Linked DNA regions of Mus musculus: regions 2, 3 and 4 are each linked to region 1. A link is a contact called in public HiChIP or PLAC-seq and promoter capture Hi-C data. All regions are on one chromosome and are shown on one strand. Each heading gives the region's core, a stretch centred on a gene start, on an enhancer-like site or on the middle of the called end of the contact. The rest is flanking DNA. Distances are from core to core; before and after follow the strand shown. Region 1 holds the start of Lmbr1 (limb region 1). Region 2 holds the start of Adgrf3 (adhesion G protein-coupled receptor F3). Region 3 holds the start of Tyms (thymidylate synthase). Region 4 overlaps Rbm33 (RNA binding motif protein 33).

The links. Promoter capture Hi-C pulls out the DNA fragments that hold promoters and counts their contacts. HiChIP or PLAC-seq counts read pairs in DNA pulled down with a chosen protein or histone mark.
Region 2: a promoter capture Hi-C map of the HPC-7 cell line shows a contact between it and region 1, with 4 times the contacts expected there. The contact joins the promoter of Adgrf3 here to the promoter of Lmbr1 in region 1. A contact is called at or near these places in 8 of 39 promoter capture datasets (3T3-L1-derived adipocytes, the C10 cell line, the HPC-7 cell line and 4 more), 1 of 15 datasets of contacts at CTCF or cohesin (large pre-B cells), 4 of 484 Hi-C or Micro-C datasets (B cells, the HL-1 cell line, pre-B cells and 1 more) and 1 of 115 datasets of contacts at active chromatin or transcription factors (stem cell-derived neural progenitor cells).
Region 3: a contact with region 1 is called in a promoter capture Hi-C map of embryonic stem cells, with 3 times the contacts expected there. The contact joins the promoter of Tyms here to the promoter of Lmbr1 in region 1. A contact is called at or near these places in 3 of 39 promoter capture datasets (embryonic stem cells, hippocampal neurons and liver), 1 of 15 datasets of contacts at CTCF or cohesin (the NIH/3T3 cell line), 1 of 484 Hi-C or Micro-C datasets (the N1E-115 cell line) and 2 of 115 datasets of contacts at active chromatin or transcription factors (bone marrow-derived macrophages and embryonic forebrain).
Region 4: a contact with region 1 is called in an H3K27ac HiChIP or PLAC-seq map of embryonic stem cells, with 8 times the contacts expected there. The contact joins the enhancer-like site here to the promoter of Lmbr1 in region 1. A contact is called at or near these places in 5 of 39 promoter capture datasets (cranial neural crest, frontonasal cranial neural crest, hippocampal neurons and 2 more), 9 of 115 datasets of contacts at active chromatin or transcription factors (bone marrow-derived macrophages, embryonic fibroblasts, embryonic hindbrain and 5 more) and 2 of 9 other capture datasets (adipose tissue and pancreatic islet).

What each region holds. Positions count from the first base shown.
Region 1 is chr5:29,376,899-29,380,026 of GRCm38.p6, forward strand. Lmbr1 (limb region 1) reads right to left here and starts at 1,492. Exons shown (of 17, transcript NM_020295.3): 1 at 1,229-1,492. The coding sequence starts at 1,294.
Region 2 is chr5:30,204,464-30,207,868 of GRCm38.p6, forward strand. It overlaps Adgrf3 (adhesion G protein-coupled receptor F3), which reads right to left and starts at 1,259. Exons shown (of 14, transcript NM_001014394.2): 1 at 1,153-1,259. The coding sequence starts at 1,242.
Region 3 is chr5:30,072,146-30,075,338 of GRCm38.p6, forward strand. Tyms (thymidylate synthase) reads right to left here and starts at 1,480. Exons shown (of 7, transcript NM_021288.4): 1 at 1,216-1,480. The coding sequence starts at 1,402.
Region 4 is chr5:28,398,264-28,401,554 of GRCm38.p6, forward strand. The region is part of intron 15 of Rbm33 (RNA binding motif protein 33); the gene reads left to right. Among named protein-coding and RNA genes, the nearest start is that of 9530036O11Rik, 67 kb to the right of the region's middle. Within about 2 kb of position 1,933, at least 39 of the 459 cell types and tissues checked have an H3K27ac peak or open chromatin away from gene starts, as enhancers often do. A contact at or near this core is called in embryonic stem cells, where this site is marked.

The sequences.
Region 1 (3,128 bases), core at 242-2,741:
TTACTTCAGTATGACTCGGCAAGCCAGTTCTCAGTTTTCAAAATCAGTAACTGCACAAACTGAACCAGAATGTTTCCCTCAAACCAAGGGTGTGACTGAGAGGGGAACGTGAACTAGAAGAGAGGTGAATGCAAATATGTAACTTGAACATACTTTGCAGAGTTATGGGGACACAAACTAATTCTTTTACAATAGTGTAGGGCATCCTGAAAGGCACTCATCAAAAGAGACCTTAGGGAGCCAAGCTGGCTTCCTGACCTGCTAGAAACAGCAGGATGAAAGGGGTCCATCCTTTCCAGAGCAGTTGTTTGACAGCACTGTAGGTTCCTGCTCTCGCCCTTCCTACGAAAGACTTGTCTACACTCCTCGGGAAGTTTTTAACTCTGTCCTGGATAGAGGGGTTTAGAGAGGGTGTGAGTATAGGGAGATGCGGGTGGGAGGCCAGAGCCACTGCAGGGCTGGAAGCTTGGGAAGCCAGGTGTCTGTACTTACAGCTGAGCCACAGCAAGCTCAGCCCAGATACCAGGTACCACGCCCGGCTAGAAGAAAAGAGGCAGCCACCCATCACCCTATACCCTCAGTTAGCAGGAGATGCGGGATAAACTCAGGTGAAGATGGTGAAGCAGATGATAAAGGTGCAGATGAGTTGAATGGACGCATAGGGAGAGTATAGGAGAAATGGACGCAGGTTAAGTGTAGGTGACTGAGGAGGTCCGATGATGACGGGCTACAAGTGTTGGGAGGAGAGCCGAACTCAGGTGACCAGAGGTGGGCACAGGTGACTGGAAGCGGGCAGAAATGATAGGAGGGAGCTCAGGGAAAGGGAGGAGCACAGGTGACGCAGCGGAAGGAAGACATAGGTACGGGGTGGTGGGTGGGTATAAAGGTGACAGGAGAAAGATAGGAAGTTAGAATGAAGGGGAGGGAACATAGGTAAGGAGAGGACAGAAAGGAGGGGAGAGAACGCTGGTGGCGCGAGGGAGACCTACAAGAGGAGAGAGCAGTAGGGTGACAGAGCAGGAGGTGACAGAGGTGAGAAGATGGGGAGCAGGTGAACGGGTCTCAAGTGATGCGGGGCGTCGGAGTCAGTCTGCAGCAGACCCAGTGGGGTGCTGGAAGGCCAACATGCGTGAAGGGTCCGGGAAGAAACTATGGGACCGTGCTGGTCTACGCTGCGCTCCTGGGTCCAACGCGCGGCGCAGCACCAGGGAACCGCCCGACCACGCACCGTGGACTCTCGCACTTGGCTGTGGAAGTGCTGCTCCCGCGCCGACACCTCGTCCTGCCCTTCCATCCTCCTTTCATACCCACCGCAGGGCCGCCCGCGTCTGCGCGCTCCGCCGCACCATTGCCCGCGGGCGGCGGGGCTATACAGTCTCTCGTGGCCGGACAGAAACGCCACCTAGACCGCAGCAGGATCGGAAAACGCCGCCTGAGCTCAGGGAGAAGCGGTTCAAGATACAAGAGGCGGGGAATGGCCACAGCCTGGGCGGGGCTTGAGGTCGGGGCGGGACTTGTGCGTCACTCTGAGAGCGCCGTACGTCAGAGAAGAGCGCCTCTGCGCGTGGGGCGCTGGGCCGAAGGTCGCTAGGCGCCTTGGAGAGAGACTGGAGGAACGGGGGCGGGGTTTTTAGGGTCCTGGACTGAAGTGGCCTTCTGACGCGTGCTGCAGCAGGACATAAATCTCGGAGCTGGGCCTGAAGTGTTGTGGTCCAGCCTTGTTAGTCATTGCCCAGAGTAAGGGCGGGCCGAAGCTCCAGGCAGGGGATGAGGTCTAGAGGCGGAAGCCCTGGTGCGAACGGGATTTGGAGATCCGGGCACAGGTGCACCCGCCCTCACTTGTTTATTGAAGCTTTTGGATCACCCCGGGGCTTTTGGATCACGCCTTGCTCCACCCTTGTTCTCAGAATCTGAGTTTAGCACTGGGCTCGACCAACCTTAAAGACCTAGGGCCTACTACGGAAAATTTCTCTCCCAAGCAAGTGCAAAGCGGGAAAGCCGTTGCAGCTTAGCACTCTGAAGTCCTTCTGCCTCTGCGGAGATAGGAGAGCCGCTGTCCTGGAGAACTGAGATAGCCTAGGGCCCCCAGGTCTGAAGATGGGCTCTGATGGTTAATGATCCTCTGTAGGCCTTAAACAACGCCCTTGATATGAGGCACGACTAAGTATGCCAACACAGCCATTTCCCTTCATTATGCAATTTTTGTTTTAAAATTGGAATTTAAAGGAGTATTTGGTTGGTTGATTTGGATTTTCTAGACAGGGTTCTCTATGCAGTCCTGGTTGTCCTGAAACTCAAGAGATCCGACTGCCTCTGCTTCCGGGGAGTCATGATTAAAGGCCTGGGCCAAAACAGCTGGAATTAAAAGGATTATTTGCAATTTTGATTCTGGGTTCATTTGGTAGAAGAGCCTGGGGAACCTGAGTCTTGCTCCCAGCGTGTGTTCCCGATACAGCAGGCTCATCAGTCAGCAACAACGTGTCTGAATTCAAACCAGTTTGCCTTTGACGTGTCTTTAAATGTCTCAGCCCTAAAGAACAAGGAAAAAGACCTTTTTCCTGGACAACCGCGTTCTGGGAGCTAGGTTAAATACCCACCTGAACTGATCTGGATGATTCCTGGGCTAATCTGTCCAAATCAAAGGATAAACACATCAGCTTTTGAGGTGTGTAGCTCTGGGGCAGATATTCCAGAAAGTATTTCACATCTTTCCAATTGAATACTGCAACCATTTAAACCCTTACATTTCTGTTGCAGGGCTATTCATGGAAGCTTACCCAGCTTTCATTCAGTTTTATTTGTTTCATTTTCTTTGGCACTTTTAAACTTAGCCAAGATAACCAACTTCAAAAATGGACACCACTCCCCTGCCAAGCACTGTAAGACTCCAGGGAGCCTTAGCTTACCGAGGACCCCCTGAGTGAACCACGTGGAATTTATTTATTTATTTTGTTTGTTTGTTTTTCGAGACAGGGTTTCTCTGTGTAGCCTTGGATGTCCTGGAACTCACTCTGTAGACCAGGCTGGCCTCGAACTCAGAAATCCGCCTGCCTCTGCCTCCTGAGTGCTGGGACCAAAGGCATGCGCCACCACACCTGGCGCAATCGGAATTTATTGTTCCAGTGCAC
Region 2 (3,405 bases), core at 9-2,508, 830 kb after region 1:
CTCAGGGGCAGCCTGGCTACTCTGGTGTGACTTGGTCTCTTAGAAGTTCTTCTTTAGGCCAGAGGTCAAATGTAAGTATCTGGAGGGAGAAAAGGATGTTCAGAAACGGGGACAGGGGCACAATTCCAGGGACCCTGCCAGGGCCAGCAGCCTCACCTGAAACCAGGAACCAGGCACACCCTGGAAGTCAACATGCTTTGTTTAGCTCCTTCCTGAATTGACCTGTCCCTGGGCCTCTAGGCTAATTGAAATGGCTGGGTCCAGAGCTCCAACAAGGAGTCAGGGTCCTGCAAATTAACCCATGTTTTCCTCTCAAAATCCCATGTGTGTATGCATCTAAAACCAGATGGCAGCTCACACTTGCAATCTCAGCACCCAGGAGACTGAAGCAGGAAGACTGTAGCAAGTACAAGGACAGCCTGGGCAACAGAGTGAACCTTTATTTAAAAAACAAACAAACTAACTAACAACAATCACCCCAAAATATAAATAATAAAACCAGAAGGAAGCCAGACATGGTGGTTCAAGCCTGTACAATAATCCCAGTGCTTAAGATAATGGGGCAGGGGTATCCCTTACTTAAGATAATGGGGCAGGAGTATCCCTTACTTAAGTGCAAGGGTTCAAGAGCAGCCTGGGCAACACAGAAGATCCACACAGAAAATAAAAACAAGGAAGTACATGAAAACTAGGAGGATATAACACAAACAAACAAACAGGTGCAGGCAAGGATAGGCTATAGATAAGACATGCCACAGAGGAAGCTACAGATAGGGATATTTAGATCTGGGGATTGCAGTAGATTAGGAGCTGTAGATAAATAGATAATAAAATGCAAGCCTAGGCTCCACGCTTCTCCTCAGACTCTTTCCCATCGTCTATGCTAATAAGCTTCTACATCTGCAAAGGTTTTCTTCTCATTTCATTGTAAGTTGGTAGCCAAAAGAGCAGCAGGTGTCGTAGGGTGTCATGGGGACTCAGGTAAAGCTATGGAAGTGTCCCCTCACCCTGGGCAGGAAGATTGCCTTCTTGGGGGCAAGCTGGTCCCTTCCTTCCACCTTTCATCCTACACCCTGTGGTTCCTCACAACCTGTGGCTCTGACTGTGGCCTCTGCAGGTCTCCCCAGGGTCCTCACTCACCCCAGTACTTACTGATTGGGCTGTGGGGACAAATGTTGGCTCCAACTCCAGCAGGGGAAGAGTCACGGCCAGGAGCAGCTGGGAGAGAGCTAGAGAGGACATGGCTCAACGCAGCAGTCCCTAAAGCCCTCCGGCTGTTCCAGGATGCAAATTTCCTCCCCCCACCCCCCCCCACCCCCCGCCCCAGCTGGCAGGGCTATTACTGAAGGAAGGGAGGAAAGATCAGAGGGAGCCAAGGTGAGTTGACAGAGCAAGTGTCACAGCCTGTGATTCGGGCAGATATGCTTCCAGGTCACTGGGGCCACCTGGACCCCCACATGATTCTGTGAGAGGAGTGTGCCTTGGTTCTCCTGGGCAGGCGGAGGGGACACAGGTACCACGTCACAAAAAACAACAGGTCACAGAGGCAGGTTCAGGCATGGTCCCCAGGGCCTAGGAAACTTGGATCATTTTGGAATGCCTCCAGGAAGCTAGACCTTCAAAACTGAACCAAGGTTAGAAAAGACTATAAAGGGGGCAGCAAGATGCCTCAGAGGGTAAAGGAGCTTGCCGCCAAACTCCACAGCCTGAACTGGTCCCTGGAACACACATGGTACAAGAAAGCCAGCTCTTGTTCCATCAAACACCTTGAATCCGTCCCCTGTATTTGTATGTCAGAATACCTCAGGCTGGGTTGAAGAATAGAAAATTACTGGCCTCTTGTGAGAACATGAATTTTTTACCTCGGAGCCCACCCCCTCCCATCTAGAGATTGTTCCCAGAACACTCCTAAACTTTTCACCCCAAAACTCCTCACCCTAAAGTTTGAACCCTCCCAACTAAAAACTGTTCCAAAAACATTTTTGAGATAAAGGCCTCCTGGAACAACCTCAAAATGAACCAGGTACTCCTTAGTTACGTAGGTTCCTTGATAGGACATGACTCCTTAGTTACGTAGAATCCTTTGGCAGAACCCCTTGTCCCTTGGCAGAACTCCCTAGTGATGTAAACTTGTACTTTCCCTGCCCAGTTCTCCCCCTTTGAGTTTTACTATATAAGCCTGTGAAAAATTCTGGCTGACCGTCGAGACTCCTCTACCCTGTGCTAAGGTGTATGAGTTTCGACCCCAGAGCTCTGTGTGCTTCCATGTTGCTGCTTTATTTCGACCCCAGAGCTCTGGTCTGTGTGCTTTCATGTTGCTGCCTTATTAAATCTTGCCTTCTACATTTTATGTATGGTCTCAGTGTCTTCTTGGGTACGCGGCTGTCCCGGGACTTGAGTGTCTGAGTGAGGGTCTCCCCTCGAGGGTCTTTCAGGGTAATTTTTTGTTTTGATTTGTTTTACAAGACAAGGTTTCTCTGTGTAGCCCTGAATGTCCTAGAACTCACTGTGTAGATTGGACTGGCCTCAAACTCAGAGATCCATTTGCCTCTGCCTCCCCAGTGCTGGGATTAAAGGTGTGTGCCACCACAACTGGCAGGCAGGGTTTTGTAACAAATAGAAATGTATTTGGCTTACTGTCTTGGGTCTTGAGGGGTTGCATCTTTTGGGGGTCTTCACACGTGGCAGGAACATGGTACAAGAGAGCATCTTGGGAGCCAGAGGGCCAAACTCTTTTCTTTTTTGGATAGGGCCTTACTATCCTCGGATTCACTATATGGACCAGGCTGGCCTTGAACTTACAGACCAGGCTAGCTTTGGACTTACAGAGATTTGCCTGCCTCTGTCTCCAGGTGCTGCGATTAAAGGCTGTTGACATAATTAAAAAAAAAAAAACATTTTGGGCAGATGAGATCGTTCTGTGGTCAGGATCACTGGCTGTTCCCCAAAGGCTCCAGGGACCCACGTGGCAACTCACAAGCATCTGTAATTCCAGCCCCAGAGGATCTGATGCCCTCTTCTGGCCTCTTCAGGGTACTACATGCATGTGGAGCATAGACAAATACATGCAGGCAACACACATGGATAAAATGAAAAATAAAGGGAAAAAACCTTTAAAAACGAAAACTTTTGAGAAACTTGTAATTTATAAGTGGAAAGTCCATGCTAGTTAGAGTACGCATCGAAGTCTGCCCTCAGTTACTTACTAAATGAAGCAGTGTGTCCAGACACCTAAAACCTATGAAATACCCATCGACTCATTAGTAACTTCACAATGGAGATCAGCTCTGGGGACAAAAGTGGGAGAGGTGGCGAGGAGCTGTGATGAACAAGGTAAAAGCTTTGAACTACACATGGCAGACAGTTGACACCATTAACTCCTGGCGCTGGGTGTATGGAGGCCAA
Region 3 (3,193 bases), core at 230-2,729, 700 kb after region 1:
CTTCGCAGGTACCCAAAGGAAATGCACAAGTGTCCACAGCTTAAGAGGCAAAGGGGTGGTGCAGGTGAGGCAACCCACAAGGCAAAGTGAAAATGCTCAGGTTAGTGGTGTAGTCTGAGTGAAGGTTTTGCAACCAGAGCACTACTTCCAGCTTTAACATCATCGAAAAGCTGAATGAACACTAGAGAGGTAAAGGACAAAAACAAAACACAACTATACTTTAAAAAAAAAAAAAAAAAAAAAAAAAAACCTGTCCACAGTCTAAGCAGAGGACGTGAATTAAAAGGTCTGTGGTTCATCAGGGTCCACAATTCTTGGGAGGTCCTTTAGGCTGGACCAATCTGTGCAGTAGAAGCTGTAGTTTACAGCTCCAGAAAATGTTTGAGACTAAGCAAATGTCCTAAGAGCGGCCATATCCCCACTCAAAGCTACTCTCTACTCCAGTGTCAGGTTGCTCTTCATGTTTCCTGAATGCCACCATTAGCACCCCCATCCTCAGCCAACACCTAGGAGGTTCTGTGCCCTTCCAGGCCCTGTGGTTGATTCCATCCTTTGCTCCTCAACAGCCTCTTGTTACTCTTTAAAAGCCAAGGCTGCAGCACTTGGGAGGCAGAGGCAGGCGGATTTCTGAGTTCGAGGCCAGCCTGGTCTACAAAGTGAGTTCCAGGACAGCCAGGGCTACACAGAGAAACTGTGTCTCGAAAAACCAAAAATAAAATAAAATAAAATAAAATAAAATAAAATATAAAAGCCAAGGCTGTTGGAAGGAAAAACCCCACAGTTCCCGCCTAAGGCCCGGGTCTCCCCCTTTCCCGCGCAGCCGTAGCACCGCCCAAGCCATTTTCGCTCCAATTTTAAAAGCAGCAGCAAAGGGGAGCAGGAGATAAGGGGAGGAAGAAGAGGAGCAAAGTCAAGACCTCAGAGCAGGATTTGGACAAGCTCCCGCAGGTTTCTTCCCACTCCCTCCCTCTGGGCCGCACAACTGGTTGAAACTGGATTCGGGAGAAAAGGTTTAACAGGGACTAAGGTCAAAGGCAGACCTTCAGAACCTGGTTTACTTGAAGTAGTTGTCACCTGGGTCGCGCACGGGAAGTTTAGGACTCCTAGAACCTCAGAGCCCGGGTTAGGGCTATCCAAGAACGCTCGCCCGGCGTCTCCGCGTGCCCAGCTTGCCTGCCGGACGTCCTCCCGCTAATGCAGACCAGCCCCAGTTACCTCTCAGGCTGTATCGTGCCTGCATGCCGAACACCGACAGGGTGCCAGTGCCCGTGCGGTCCTCCTTCTTGAAGCCGCAGCGCAAAATGTGCTCCACCTGCCTCAGGTACTGGAGTTCTCCATGCCGTGGGGCTTCCGCGCTCAGCTGCTGAGCATCGGACTGCAGCTCGGAGCCAACCACCAGCATAACGGAGCAGTCTGGCAGCAGTGTAGTCAGCGACAAAACCAGGACCTTCCTGGCGCTCTTTTCCTCCAACACCAGCCCGCCTCTTCCTGCTGGGAAACTTCCGGCCGCCAGAATCCGTGGCAGACCCCGCCCCCACGTGACAGAAGTGGTTACAGCTTGCAAGGCAAACACCTGCCCACTTTCTCAAATCTGTATTTACCCTATTATGGCATTAAGAGCCTATAGGATCAGGGTGTGGGGATGCATGCCATTAAATCCCAGCTCCTGGGAGATTGAGTCGGCTAGAGGATCTGGAGTTTAAGGCAAGCCTTCACTTCATAGCAAGTTCAAGGCCAGCCTAGGTACTTGAGACCCAGTCTCAAAAAGAGCCTTTGGCTTATACGATACTTGTACTTGGATCTTTATGTAGTTTGGGAACCACAGTAATTTTGGCTTCATAGAATGAATTGGGTAGAGGACCTTCTGTTTCTGTTTTGTGGGATAGTTTGAGAATTGGAATTAAGTCTTTTTGAAGGCCTGATAGAACTCTGTGCTAAGTCCTGGGCTTTTTTTGTTTGGGAGACTATTAGTGACTGCTTCTACTTTTTTAGGGGAAATGGGACTGTTAAGATCATTAATCTGATCCTGATTTAACTTTGGAACCTGGTATCCGTCTAGGAAATTGTCCATTTCATCCATGTTTTCCAGTTGTGTTGACTATAGCTTTTTGTAATACAATCTGGTGATGTTTTGGATTTCCGCTGGTTCTGTTGTTATGTCTCCTTTTTCATTTCAGATTTTGTTAATTAGGATGTTGTTCCTTTGCCCTCTAGTTAGCCTGGCTAAGGGTTTATCTATCTTGTTGATTTTCTCAAAGAACCAGCACCTGGTTTGATTGATTCTTTGAATAGTTCTTTTTGTTTCCACTTGGTTGATTTCCACCCTAAATTTGATTATTTCCTGCTATCTACTTCTCTTGGGTGAATTTGCTTCCTTTAGTTCTAGAACTTATAGGTGTGCTGTCAGGCTGCTAGTGTGTGCTCTCTCTAGTTTCTTTTTGAGGAACTCAGAGCTGAGTTTTCCTCTTAGGAGTGCTTTCATTGTTCTCGTATGTTTGGGTATGTTGTGGCTTCATTTTCTTTAAACTCTAAAAAGTCTTTAATTTCTTTATTTCTTCCTTAACCAAGATATCATTGAGTAGAGTGTTGTTCAGTTTCCACGTGAACTTTGGCTTTCTGTAATTTATGCTGTTATTGAAGATCAGCCTTAGTCTGTGGTGATCTGATAGGATGCATGGGATAATTTCAATATTTTTGTATCTGTTGAGGCCTGTTTTGTGACCAATTATGTGGTCAATTTTGGAGGAGGGACCATGAGGTGCTGAGAAGAAGGTATATTCTTTGTTTTAGGATAAAATGTTCTGTAGCTATCTGTTAAATCCATTTGTTTCATAACTTCTGTTAGTGTCCATGTGTCTCTGTTTAGTTTCTGTTTCTAAGTTCTGTCCATTGGCCAGAGTGGGATGTTGAAGTCTCCCACTATTATTGTGTGAGGTGCAATGTGTGCTTTGAGCTTTACTAAAGTTTCTTTAATGAATGTGGATGCCCTTGCATTTGGAGCATAGATATTCAGAATTGAGAGTTCATCTTGGTAGATTTTACCTTTGATGAGTATGAAGTGCCCCTCCTTGTCTTTTATGATAACTTTGGGTTGGAAGTCAATTTTATGCGATATTAGAATGGCTACTCCAGTTTGTTTCTTTGGACCATTTGCTTGGAAAATTGTTTTCCAGCCTTTCCCTCTGAGGTAGTG
Region 4 (3,291 bases), core at 683-3,182, 980 kb before region 1:
CCTGGAGGAAGATGCTGTGTTTCATATAGAGCTTGTTGTTGGCACCATATCTGGCATTGACTGCTCTGAAACTCATTTTTTATAGCACATAGAACTTGAAGCTCTCCTTCTCCAGGGTCACAAGCTAGCCTTCTGTGTGATCATCTGACACATAAAAGCTTCCCTGCTTTTGCTATAGAAAAACCCATGCTTGGGTAGTTGTCTATCTTGGCTGCTTCTGGGATTCTGTGCTGCTGCTGTTTCTTCTTTCTCTTCATCATCACCATCTTCATCATCATCTCAATTTTCTGCCTATAAATGCTAGGTCTGGTGGCTGGGAGGAGTTCTAGAAGAAAATCGGTGGCAGATTAAAGTGTTCCTGAGGATTTAAAGAGGTCTGTGCTTCCTGCTGGCATTTGCAATGGCTACTGTTTGTCTAGGGTTGAGCATGTGCCACTCACATTTTCATTTCACTGTGGAGCAAACTGAGTCTCCACATAACGAAGCAGTAGGTCCAGACATCTGGTTGGGTTCAATTCTGAGTCTTGGCCCTATTTAATAATAAAAGCAAAGGTAGGAAACATCAAAAGTTTATTTCCTGTGACTGCTGGGACCATCAGTCCTTCTCTGATTAACCTTAGAAACAAGCAGTTAAAACAAAGCCTTCAGCCTCTTCTGGCTCCTGAGAGGTGAAACCCAGCTCACCTCTGAGTGACCTTGGTTACTTGATTTACATCTTTGCTTATCAGTAAAACAAAGGCCTAGTTCCTTTCCGGGAACTATCCTTTGGTTGAAGGGAGAAAGTGGAAAGTAGGCAGATACTTTATCCTGATCCCGGTTATGAAAGATTTAGAAATTTGGCAGCAAACTAAGTAAACAGTTGTCTTCTTTGAGCACATGGAGAAGTGGGAGAGACTCAGGACCCCCACCCAGCAGGAAAGCTGGCTGGTCCGCAGTGGGCTTCTTTGTATTTGTTTTTAAAGGCTGTCCTACTATCCCGTGGAAGACCTCAGTTGATCTATGGGAGCTTGCTTTGGAAAATGGGGTGAATTTGTCCCTCTTCTTCCCTGTCTTAGAGAGGCAGTGAGGGTATCTCCGTCCTTCTCACCAGGCTTCCTTTAGAGACAGTGTGTGGGTCCCTCTTTCTGTGGGTCACAGGCTAAATTTCGTTTTGTTACATCTTGGATGAAAGAGAAAATTTGAGGCCTTGTCCCTTTCCCACATCCACCAGGGGTTTCTATCTTGTACTGCATTTGCTCCTCCACCCCCACCCTCTGTCTCTCTGTATTTCAATGTCCATTTATGACTAAGTAATTTCTCTTCCTCCGGTGGTTTATGAGAAGATTGGAGGTACAGAGTGCTGCCTTAGGCCAGAGGCACTAGAGACTGTAGCTACACACTGTATAGTGCACCAGCCTAGCCTGGGGTCTCACCCAGAGCCATATGTTTGATTTCTGGTCTCCTTTTAGTCTGGAGCAGTCTCTTGGTTTTTATGTTGCTTGCCTTTGACCTTTTAAAAGACTACAGTCTGTGATTTTTGTGGCCTTTGCTGTAATTTACATCTTATCTATTGCTTCTTCTGATATGTTTGAGGTTGTTTGTGTTTGGCAGGCTCGACATAGAAGGGAATGTGTCCTTGGTGTGGCTGTGCAGACTTGCCCTATATTGCTGAGATTAGCTTTAATGACTTAGGTGAGGCAGTGTTTGCCAAGTCTTTTCTACAGCTGGCCTTACCCACTGTAAGTTGTAGTTGGGAAGGAGCTCTGAGTGCCCCACTTACTACACTATCTTCTTACCATCCAGCACTGATGTGTCCAGTTCTAGTGTGCCTTGTGTATCTGCTCTTACTTGTTCATTTTCTTAACTTTAGTCAGCTTTGTGAGGTTTGGGTTTTTCAGTGAACTGTCACGGCCATTATTTACGTTGATGCTAGATCTCATCATGATTCGCTAGAGGGGCTCTCTTCTTATTGGCTTCTGTGTCCATAGAGAACTCTCCATTGTTCTTTGAATGTATGCTTATTTCCCTATACTCAAACTCTTGTTTGATGTGTCTCAGCCTTTTTCTGTGTGGCTCTGGGGTGGGTCTTTTCTTTAGAAGTCTTTAGTTCCTTGGAACACAGATAACAGGGGCTGCTGTGTTCATCAGCTTCTCATTACTGTGAAAAGGTGAGTAATTGGTTTTAAAGAAGAAAAAAGGTTTACCTTGTCTCACCAAGTCAGGTTTTGAGCCACAGTTTCTAAGCCTCACCTCTTCAGCGTTATACAGAGAAGGCCTTCTTTTCTCCTAGCAGCTGGGCAGAGGAAGAGAAAGGAGCTGAGGTCATCTCAAAAATCTCTCCAGTCATTAGCTTTCCCTGAGATGACACGAAAAAATATTTGCCCATGGATTACAGTGACAGACAAAATACAATTCTACCCAAATCCACCTTGGTAAGCCAATGAGTTTACAGAGCATAGAGGAAGGGTAACTTACAAGGATGTAAGTGACCTCCAAGTTGTATCACTACCATGTCCCACTCCATTGTAGACAACGACCTCATAAAAGATGCATCATGGAGTTCTACTTTTCAGTGAAGCTCCCATGTCTTATATATGCTAGCATTTCCTAAGATCATTTATAGCTGCAGGAGGGCAGGAAAGAGCCATGGCAGAATCCTAGGTGAGACTCTGGGACCATCTCTTCCATTACAATTACAATGACCCATTGTAACCATTATTTTGCCCTGGCTGCTGAGCCATAGTATTCTCTATCCCAAGATGGCCTCATGTTATGCTTAGGAAGAAAAGTGCCATATAACTGGGGCACTTTCTGATGCCCTATTCAGTCTTCCAGGAACACCACAGGTTGGAGATCAACCACATCTTTAACCATGGCCTTTGGAGGATATGTAAGATCATGGCTATCAGTGGTCAGGACACCATTGTCCTTAATGCAGGTCTGTGCTTTGTTCTGGGAGTTGCAAAGATCATCAAGTTGCAATCATCAAGGTACTGCTGAGCCGGCTGGGTTTTACTGAGATTTCCTATATCTTGAAAGATTATTGGCAGACAATATATACATATGTATATCTTTTTTTTTCTTTTACTACATTCTATTAGAGTTATATGGTAGTCAAAGAGAAATCGAATATATTTGAATCTTTGAAGTGAGTCTCTTTTGTACCTCAGGGGCTAGCCAAGATCTGCTTCTGTGATACTACTAGCCAGGACATAGGACACTTAATGGGAGGAGAGGCTATCTGGGGACTTGCCCTTCAGGGTAAGATCTTTGGATTCTAGTGTTTATGCATTTTGGTGAGGCTTCTGGCTG